Regions from separate parts of the Bos taurus genome. Here region 1 is linked to region 2. A link is a contact called in public Hi-C data. All regions are on one chromosome and are shown on one strand. The core of a region is the stretch at or near the end of the contact, and the rest is flanking DNA. Distances in the headings are between cores, read along the strand shown.

Region 1 (4,598 bases), core at 587-3,086, 260 kb before region 2:
CCTTGGAAGCGGCTGCTGGTCTTGGCCCAGCGGCTGTGGGTAGAAGGAAGTGGACGGGTGATTCAGTGACTGTCGGCTTCCTCTCTGACTCAAGATTGGATCCGTTTTTTAGGGTGGTGCCAGGGGCCCTGGGCCGCTTTAGCTAGAATCTTTGGAGTCAGAATGGAGGCGCTGACCCCTGTGGTTGCTGGCTTTCCTCCCACCCTTTGGGATGGGTCAGGGGATTAGCTGAACTCTCTGCCTCCCTCCTTGTTGGGTAAGCCCTTCTGACTTGAGGCCTGCCTGTGCTTCCAGCTGAGAGAGACACAGTGAGCTGGGGAGCAGAAGCCTCTCTAGATCCTTGGCCATCTAGGGGGTTTCCTTGATTTGGGGGTCATATCTGGAAGAACATTTGGGCTCTGAGGCGCTCGGCTTTGGCAGGTATCAGACGTGTTGAACTAGTTTGCATGGAGTCCATCTGTCCATCAGTAATACCCAGGGGCCCCGCTGCTCCCTTCCCATGAGCAGAGTCATAATCACCTCCATGCTCTGTGTGCTGCTTACCCGCCATCACCACCATCACTGAATCCTGTTGTAAGAAACACTGACTATCCAGATAATGACCTCTGCCTGAGAGCGTCCAATCCTGAAAGTACTGACTTGACAAAGACGTGGAAATCCTCCCAGAGTTGTGACAGGGGTTCTGTATTTCAGTGTCCTAAACAACCTTGGATGATGGTCCCTTCTCCTCCTCTCCTTTCCCTCCTGTTCCCATGGCCGAAGCTGAGGACAGCTGGTCTTGCTTGGGCAGGATGGCCAGCGTCCACTCCCTGGTGAGTTTCATGGGGAAGCTATTATTAGCCACACGAAAGAGAAATTCGACCCAGATCACTCAGGGCTTCAAAAAGGGACTCTAAGAATGCCTGAAATGGGACCTGACCCTGCCAGGCACTCTCATCTCTTTCTCAATCTTGGTCTCATCTTCTACCCCAATATGGATTTCAATCTCTTTGATAAGCTTTCTCTACATGACAGGGAATGTACACAACAGTAGCTTCTGCTTATCGCGCCTCCCAGCTTCACTGCTAGAGAGGGGGCCGAGAGTTCAAAAGTTCCACCTGATGGCCTTTGCAGGGGTCAGATGATAGTTCCCAGTTCCATCTCTGTGGTCGGGGGTGGATCTTTGAGCAGGAGGCTGCCCACATTTGGTTGCTATGATCAGTTCAGGGGTGGCAGTATTTTTCAAAGAAGGGGGCGCCCATCCTAGGTAGACAAACAGTAGATCCACTAACCCTGGGCACTGTAGGCGGGGGTCCTGGGCCGCCTCACCTCTGCTTGTGGGGGCTGCAGTGAGTGGCCTGGCCAAGGGGAGGAGGTGCCTTTTGAACCCTCAGAAACCATCATTTTACTGCTTGAAAATCCATAAAAGATGGGGGTTTCCTCAACCACCTTTTTTTGGGGGGGATACATGTTTGAGGCCACAGCTGTGTGTGATCTTCTGAGGGGACGGCCTTGGAGGCTCAGAGCAGAGTGAGAAGAACAAAGGAAACGTTCTGAGAAGCATGGCAAAAATGAAACCAAATAAAAACCCCATAAAAATCCCTCCGAGGGCAGAGGAAATACCAACCCAAGGCTTCTGAGCCACAGATTCGGTAGTAAAAATTGAAGGACAGGCCACTCAGAGGCGATCCCATTGGGGCCAGAGGGAGAATGTATTGGAACACAATAAAAGGGAATCATCCGAGCAGGGGAGGACTGCTGTGTGCTGTAATTCAGGAACTGACTGATGACCAGGGTTCATGGGGAGCCTGACAGACAGGTCACAGGAACCGGTTCAAAGTCTGCTTGCAGCGGCCTCGAGCGGATGATGGACAGCTGGCCTGCCCCCTGCAGGCTCTGACTGATGGTCCTGGGAACTCTGACCTCTGCTAGGCCACAAAAAGACCTGTTTAGAAATCTCTCTGAAGACTGATTAAGTACACAGCCACAGTGCAGACAATAATAATTGTGTGACGTGGCCGGTGTGCTTGCAGTCAGGAGAAACACATGTTAATAATGACTGGGACAGGAATCTTGCCTTTCTGTTCCTCTCCATTGACCTCCTGGCTCCTGGTCTCAGTTCTGGCCTCAGAGAGTATTTGCAGGGGATGGAGTTGAGGGTATGGAGACTTTCACTCTCATTTCACGGGTGTCAACATCCCAGGGATGGTACCCCACCTGTCACTGCATGGCAGCTGGTGGGCAGGTGGTCCTCCTTCCCGCCCTGGCTAACCTGAGATGCTGCTCCTGGGGGCTTTCCATCTGATTTGTGGCCCTGGGGCCATTGGAATCATAGCAGGAGTGTCTCCCCAGGTCTCCCCCGGAGCAGTAGGCTAAGTATGAAGAAAAGTCTGGTTTTCATCTGCAAGCATCTCTGAGCACACTGACCCTGTTTAGTTTTAGCCAAGAGCTGGTCAGACTCCCCTGGACAGGGAATAGAAGCCCCTTTGCCACTTTGCTTCTCTAACGATCTCTGAGACCCCTTTGTAGATGGAGGTGGGAGTGGGCTGCTGGCTCTGGACTCAGCTATGCTTCTGGACTCAGTATGGTTATGTCTAATCAGCTCTCTGGGCTCCAGCAGCAGTTTTGATGTTTGTTCATCCCATTCATTCATCATTGATCCATCCACTGACTCACTCGCTAGGACTGTCATTTAGTCATTCAGCCACAATGAGACTGTATCTTCTTATCTTTGGTCCCTGCTGTATGGCATGGCTCCAAGCCCATGGTAGCAGCTCTGTGTGTTTGCTAACTTCCTTTCTGGCCTCACTTTTGTGGAAATTCTAACTTTTGGAACCTCAGAATGTGGCTGTATTTGGATTCAGGGTCTTTAAAGAGGGGATTAAGTTAAAATGAGGCTGCTTTCAGTTAAAAATGAGGCTCTGATTCAATCTGGTTGGTGTCTGCATACGAAGAAGAGATTAAGGGATTCCCCTAGTGGTTGGATGGCATCACTGACTCAACGGACATGAGTTTGAGCAAACTCCGGGAGACAGTGAAGGACAAGGAAGCCTGGTGTGCTGCAGTCCATGGGATTGCAAAGAGCTGGACACGACTGAGTGACTGAACAGCCACAATAACCTGGTGGTCTAGTGGTTAAGACTGCCTTCTACTGCAGGGGGTGCAGGTTCAGTTCCTGATCGGGAAAGTATGATCCCACGTGCTGCAGGGCAACGAAGCCCACGTGCCACAGCTAGGGAGGACCCCGAAGAGCCCATGCACTGAAACTGAGACCTGACAGCCAAAAAGAAATAAAATTTTTTTAAAAAAGAAGAGATTTAGACCCAGACACACACAGCAAAAAGACGGTGTGAAGACACAGAATACAGCCGTCTACAAGCCCAGGAGAGAGGCCTGGCACAGATCCTTCCTTCATGGCCTCCAGAAGGAACCAACCTTGCTGACTCCTCGATCGTGGACTTCCAGCATCCAGCCCTGGGAGAACATACATGTTTCCTGGTTAAGCTACCAGGCTGTGGTTCTTTGTTCTGGCAGCCCCAGCAAACTGGTACAAGCTTTCAACACATTCACCGAGCACGGGACCACATGCAAGGTGTTCTAGGAGGTCTGGAGACAAAGCAGAGAAACAGATACAGGGAAAGAGGAACAGCTAGGGGCCCATCCTCTCTCTACATTTTCTCCTCCCAAACCCCTCTCTCCTCTGCCTCTCCTTCCCTCTACCTCCAACAGAAAGAGGAAACACAGGGGAAAATGAAACAGAGGGTTCCCCAGCAAAAGGACTGGCATCCTCCAGAAGCCCTGTAGTAGAATGCAAATAGAATCAGAAGCACTTTTGTCTTTTTGTTTTTTACACAATAAAGAAGTTTACTTCAGTCTCCTATCAAAGAAGTCTAGCAGTAGATAGCCTAGGACTGCTTTAGTGGTTCTACATTCATCAGTATTCCATGTTCCTTTCTTTCTATTCTTAGAATTTGGCATCCATTGCAAAGACCACCTCATGGTCCAAAATGGCTGCTTTAGCTCTAGCCATCATATCCTCATTCCAAGCCACAAAGGATAAAGCAGGTAAATAAGTCATCTTTGCTGGGTTAACTCCCTTTAAGCACTCATCCAAAAAGTTTTTTCCATGTGTATTTGCAGAAGTGCATTTTTTTTTTCCTGGCTACCTCTCTCTCCACCATCCTTACTTGGTGCATGTATGCATATGTGCATGGCCAGCCTGAATGTGTGTGTGCATCGGAGGAAGGCCCAGGAAAGGGTTCACAGCTGTTGTGGACACATTGTGAGCGTTCAGCTGGCAGGGCCTTCCCCAGGGTGCTTGCCAGCCCCAGTTTTATGATACATGGTGGCTGGAAAGGGCCACAAGCAAACCTTTCTCAGGACCATGAAGTACATCCCTTGTTGTGCTTTTTGACTATGATGATGCCAATGTTGTATCTCCACGCAACCGCTACAGGAGAAATGTCCTTTGGTTTATGGCCCTGGCCAGTGGTCGTGGGGCTGTGACCTCCTTGTCTCCAGGAATCAGGAGCTCTTGTCATCATGCAATAATCTTGTGATCGCTGGCAACATCTCTGAGCCTTCAGACCTAGTCTATTAAGAAACTAAGTCCATTTGCA
Region 2 (5,112 bases), core at 1,197-3,696:
ACAGAGGAGCCTGGTGAGCTAAAGTCCACGGGGTCGCAAAGAGTCAGACACAACTGAGCGACTAACACACAGTATAAGCCATTGGTTCAGAGGTGAAAAGAGCTGCTTCGCATTTCGTGAGGTCCTTTTGAAGGTGCCTTTCAGCTCTGAGCTTGTATTCTTGGGCTGAACCTTGGAGCCAGCTTGGAGTTCTGGGGTGTCATGGGTTAAAATCACTTCCACAAATGGGCCGGCTGGCCTCAGAGCAAACGGGGATAGTGGGTTGGCTCATGTTTTGCATTAACTCCTTGGTTTTTTTTTTTTTCCACTGCAGCCTCACATTCTCTGATAAACCTGAGTTGCTAGGAAAGCTTTATGTAACACCACCAGGCTCAGCTTCTTAGAGCAGCAAGTGCTCTGTTTCCAGAGTTCCCCATAAACCTGGCAGCACATCAAAACCTCTGTTTCATAACAGACCAGAAATAGGATTTTCTAATAACATCCCAAGGACTGGACTGAGTGTGCAGGGGTCTGGATTTTTATGAATTGCTAATGGTTAACTAAACAGAGACCCCCATGACACCCAACCTGCTATCTCTGGGGTCAAGGAGGGTGGGGATGTGGGAGGAGTGTGGTTTCTACATCCACGAAATGTTGGTTCCTGACCCACGGCCCCTTTCAGACAATTTGCTAAATGATCTCAAACATATTGAGGATCTTACTCATGTTTTAAAAAAAGAAAAGGGGAGGGGAGGGGGTGGGACTACCTTCCTCCTGCTCCTTCCTTCATTCATGGAGAATGTGGCTTCCTTTTATTTTGTTGGCAGACTTGCTGATGGTTACAGATTTAACCCCTGGCTTTCCTCCGGGAGAGGTCAGCTTTCTTTAATGGACACACCTAGTGTGAGGGATCCAAGTATCGTCCTGCAATAGACAAAGCACACATGTGAACCTCAGCCCTGTGACTCGTGGGCTGATACGATGATCACTGAGGGGGAGAAGGGAGAGGGGAGGCGGCCTTACCCTCCTCCCTCTCGCCCGTGGGTCACCTCCCCAGCAGGCCACCCCGCCTAGTCCAGTCCTGGTTTAGATTATGACAGCAAGGGGAGTTCCCCCCAAAAGGCCATTTGCAGCCTATTTAGATGTCACTCAGGCTTCCAACCACTATCCCTTTGTTCCATTTCATCAGCTGTGCCTTCCTTCCGGTTCTGTCTGGACCATCCTTATCCTGCCCTGTGTGAGTTGCTAGCCCAGGGGCAACACTTCAAAACAAAAGAGGCCCTGGGTACGGCAGGATACTGGGATCGGGGTCAGCCAGACTCAGCTTTGGGGAGAACCCGGGGTGACTCATGGCATGACTGCCCCCAGCGATAAGGAGCTGCCATAAGAAGATACTGCCCTGTGGGTCCTCCACACCCCCTCCTGCATCCCGGCCCCCCTGCATCCCACCATCCCCCTCTGCTCCCCGCTAGATCAGCTCTCTGCACTCACCTGACCACCCTAGGGGAGCCTCAGCTGCATGGCCCCTTCCCCTGGAGCCCTTCACTCCCCCACCTTGTGTGGCTTCCCTGTTTTAAGATTAGGTATATGTGCTCAGTCTCGCTTTGATGTCTAACTCTATGACCCCATTGACTGTAGCCCACCAGGCTCCTCTGTCCATGGGATTTCCCAGGCAGGAATATTGGAATAGGTTGCCATTTCTTCCTCCAGGGGATCTTCCTGACCCAGGGAAGTTGCCATCATTCTCTCCCAGACCTCCTCAAACAGTCCCCTCATTGTTCACCTCCCCTACCTTCTCATTTTGGAATACTAACACCAAGATCTGGGCTCACCAGGACAATCCTCACTTGATTATTTGCTCCTCTACCATTGAGATAATTTCTCTGGTGTTTGCAACTCTTTTCCATTTAGTTTCATCAGCGTTGAATTGACCTGCTATTTACCCTTTCTTCTGGATAGTTAGTAAAAATAATCCAGAAAAGTCTCCTCTCCCAGCAGGACCCTAGGGAAGCCCACACACGTCCCCAGAGCCCACCCACCAGCCTTCATCCCCAAATGGCTCCACAGAAACTACAGCCAAGAGGGGGTTCCCTCCCAGGCTGAGATTTAATATCCCTGAGATCCGCTGTGTGTCTGGACACCTGGTTGCTATGGAGACGGTTGTCATAAAAACACACTGATCTGCAGAGAGATATAAAACCGAGTCTGAGGTACACGATCGGACACATTAGCGCAGAGAGACAGCAAGCTGCTTATCTCCTCCCTTTGTTGACACAGGGCCTTTGCCTTTTAAATGCATCCTGAGTGACCTTCTCAGAACCAAGCCAACGCAAATCCATTTCAGTTAATATTTCGTAAGGGACGATCAAGGGCTTTGCCAAATGCCAGATGCCTGGTCTTCCTGTCCCCAGCTGAGTCAGCCCAGAAGAAGAGGACATTCCTCTCTGGCACCGCTTGTTCTCTGCTGACTGTCATTGATCCATCAGTGCATCAGGCAACGTAAAAACACTGACCCTGACAGTGTTCCAGAGCAGATGGCTGGGGATGAGTAACCTGTGTGGGCAGGGAGGCCCTGGATGCGTGGCCCAGTCTGGAGGGGCAGAAACTGGAGGGGCCCCCAGAGACCCATCCAGGAGGTAATGAAGGCCTGTGTCTGTTGCCTGCCAGCTCAGGATGGGGTAATTCAGCAAGAGATGCTTACGTGGTGTGTAGGTGTGTCCACTAACCACCTTCACCCCCTTGTCATCTGAACTCTCAAAGCCCTCATAACAAGACCAGTAGCTGAAAATCCATGTCTCCCTTGGTCTTGTCTCTGTGCAGGAACCAGTAAGGCATTTCCCTCCTCTCTCTTGACTGGGCTGTTCTGGCATAAAATGCGTTATTTAGTGTTAGTTGCTCAGTCGTATTCGACTCTTTGTGACCCCATGAACTGTAGCCCGCCAGGCTCCTCTGTCCATGGAATTCTCCAGGCAAGAATACTGGAGTAGGTTGCCATTTCCTTCTCCAAGGGATCTTCCCAACCCAGAGAGCAAACCTGGGTCTCCTGCATTGCAGGCAGATTCTTCTAAGTTAGATTTGCCTAAACCACCAGTGAAGCCCTAGTTGGCCTCATAAAAGGGCAGGTACAATTCACAATGTGTAGCTGGAGTCCTTCTGAAATGTGCTTGGGGAGGGGGCTTGAAAGAATGATGTGGTGTTCATTTATTTAGCTCTGCCATCCTGGAGGAGGGAAACGACTAGGAAAAAAATAAACAGCCAGCTCTGGCAGTGGCCACATTGTGAATGCAGACCAGGCCTGCCTCTGTGCTGACTCCCAGCAGCAAGCCTGCATGAGCACCTGAGATCCAGGTCACCTTCTTTCCTCGTCCTCCTCTTGGAAGATGTGTGAATTCTAGAACATAGATCATAATTTAGTCATTGGCATGGTCTTGGATCTTTAACGATCCCCTGATTACCTGGTGCCTGAATTTCCTTTTCTACTGGGGGATGTATTTCTGTTTCTGTTTAGTACCAATGGCATTTTAGTTTATCTTTTTATTGACGTATAATTGCTTTACAGCGTTGTTAGTTTCTGCTGTGTGACAAAATGAATCAGCTATCTTATTGTTGTTCGGTCGCTAAGTCAGGTCCAACTCTGTAGCCTCCATGAACTGAAGCACTCCAGGCCTCCTTGTCTCTCACTGTCTCCCGGAGCTTGCCCAACTTCATGTCCATTGAATCGGTTATGCTATCCAACCACCTCTAAAATCAACTATATGTACACATACATCTCCTCCCTCTTGGACTTCCGTCTCACGGCCACCACCATCCCACTCCTCTAGGTTATCACAGAGCACCCAGCTTAGCTCCCTGCCAAACAGCATTTTAAACTTCTTTTGCTTGAGTCAGTTCTCGAATATTGCCACTGAAGAAGGAGGTAAACATGAGATCCAGACTAACATGCAAGACCTTGAGAACAATGAGTTCATTTATCATGCACGACATTAGTACAAGATGCAACGTAATGTTAAGACACCTCTTCTCAGTACCCCCTATATACAGGATGGCAGTAAAGATAATTGCCTCTAGAAAACAATCTTATGGTCACCAAAATGAGAAGAGGGGGTGTGAAATTAGAAATGTGGGATTAGCAGATACACACCACTGTATGTAAAATAGATCAACAACAAGGACTTACTGTATAACACCGGGAACTATATTCGAAAGAATCTGGAAAAGAATATATATGTGTATATATATAGAGATATATGTATATACATATGTATGTATACATATACATGGGCTTCTCTGGAGGCTCAGATAATAAAGAATCTGCCTGCAGTGCATACGACCTGGGTTCGATCCCTGAGTTGGGAAGATCCCTTGGAGAAGGGAATGGCAACCTACTCCAGTATTCTTGCCTGGAGAATTCCATGTACAAAAGAGCCTGGCAGGCTACAATCCATGGAGTCACAAAGTCGGACATGACCAAGGGACAAACACTAACTATGTGTGTATATATATACATACATACATATATACATCCACTGAATACCCTGGCATGCGTGTTATTGCAATCTCTCATTTGTATATCTTCAATTTTTCTAAATATTCCCTTCTTAACCCATGTTTATCAATAGTTTATTGACCGATCTTCATTATTTTCCAATGGTCCTTACCCCTTAACTTTATTTTCCTTAAGATACTTTTTTAAAGAGCCATTTAAAAGCTCAGCGAATGTAAAGCCGTCTGGTTTTCAACTCTCTTCTCATTCATGAAATGGGCCAATTTTTTCTTTTTCCACACTCCTTCCCCTGAACAAAGGGAAAAAAGGGGAAAGAAAAAAGCAAACATGTTTTTAAAAACACACCCTATTCCCCTTAGCTCCTTTGGCTGTCATTAAATTGTTCTGCCTTTTTCTTTCTTTCTTCCTTTCTCTCTCCCACCCTCATGTTTTTCCTGAAAACTTTAACCTAATCCTGGTGTTCTTTCTCATTTCCCCTCCCTTGTGTCTCCATTTTTTGAACAAGTTCAAGAGGGAGTTGCTCCTTTGATTTTTTTTCCCCTGGCCCGGCTGAAAACACACGGAGCATTTCTTTTCTTTCTTTCTTTTTTTTTTTTTTTGCTATTTTTTGTTCTGTTTCACAGGGCCCA

What was found. A called contact is a pair of places that touch in the nucleus more often than the background predicts.
Region 1: a Hi-C map of liver shows a contact between it and region 2, with 4 times the contacts expected there. The contact joins two enhancer-like sites. A contact is called at or near these places in 3 of 11 Hi-C or Micro-C datasets (liver and skeletal muscle).

What each region holds. Positions count from the first base shown.
Region 1 is chr28:7,757,934-7,762,531 of ARS-UCD2.0, reverse strand. It overlaps LOC132344120 (a long non-coding RNA gene), which reads right to left. Exons shown (of 3, transcript XR_009493234.1): 2 at 1-4,598. Among named protein-coding and RNA genes, the nearest start is that of MIR2402, 76 kb to the left of the region's middle. Within about 2 kb of position 1,836, at least 27 of the 102 cell types and tissues checked have an H3K27ac peak or open chromatin away from gene starts, as enhancers often do. A contact at or near this core is called in liver, where this site is marked.
Region 2 is chr28:7,499,380-7,504,491 of ARS-UCD2.0, reverse strand. No RefSeq gene overlaps it. Among named protein-coding and RNA genes, the nearest start is that of IRF2BP2, 98 kb to the right of the region's middle. Within about 2 kb of position 2,446, at least 14 of the 102 cell types and tissues checked have an H3K27ac peak or open chromatin away from gene starts, as enhancers often do. A contact at or near this core is called in liver, where this site is marked.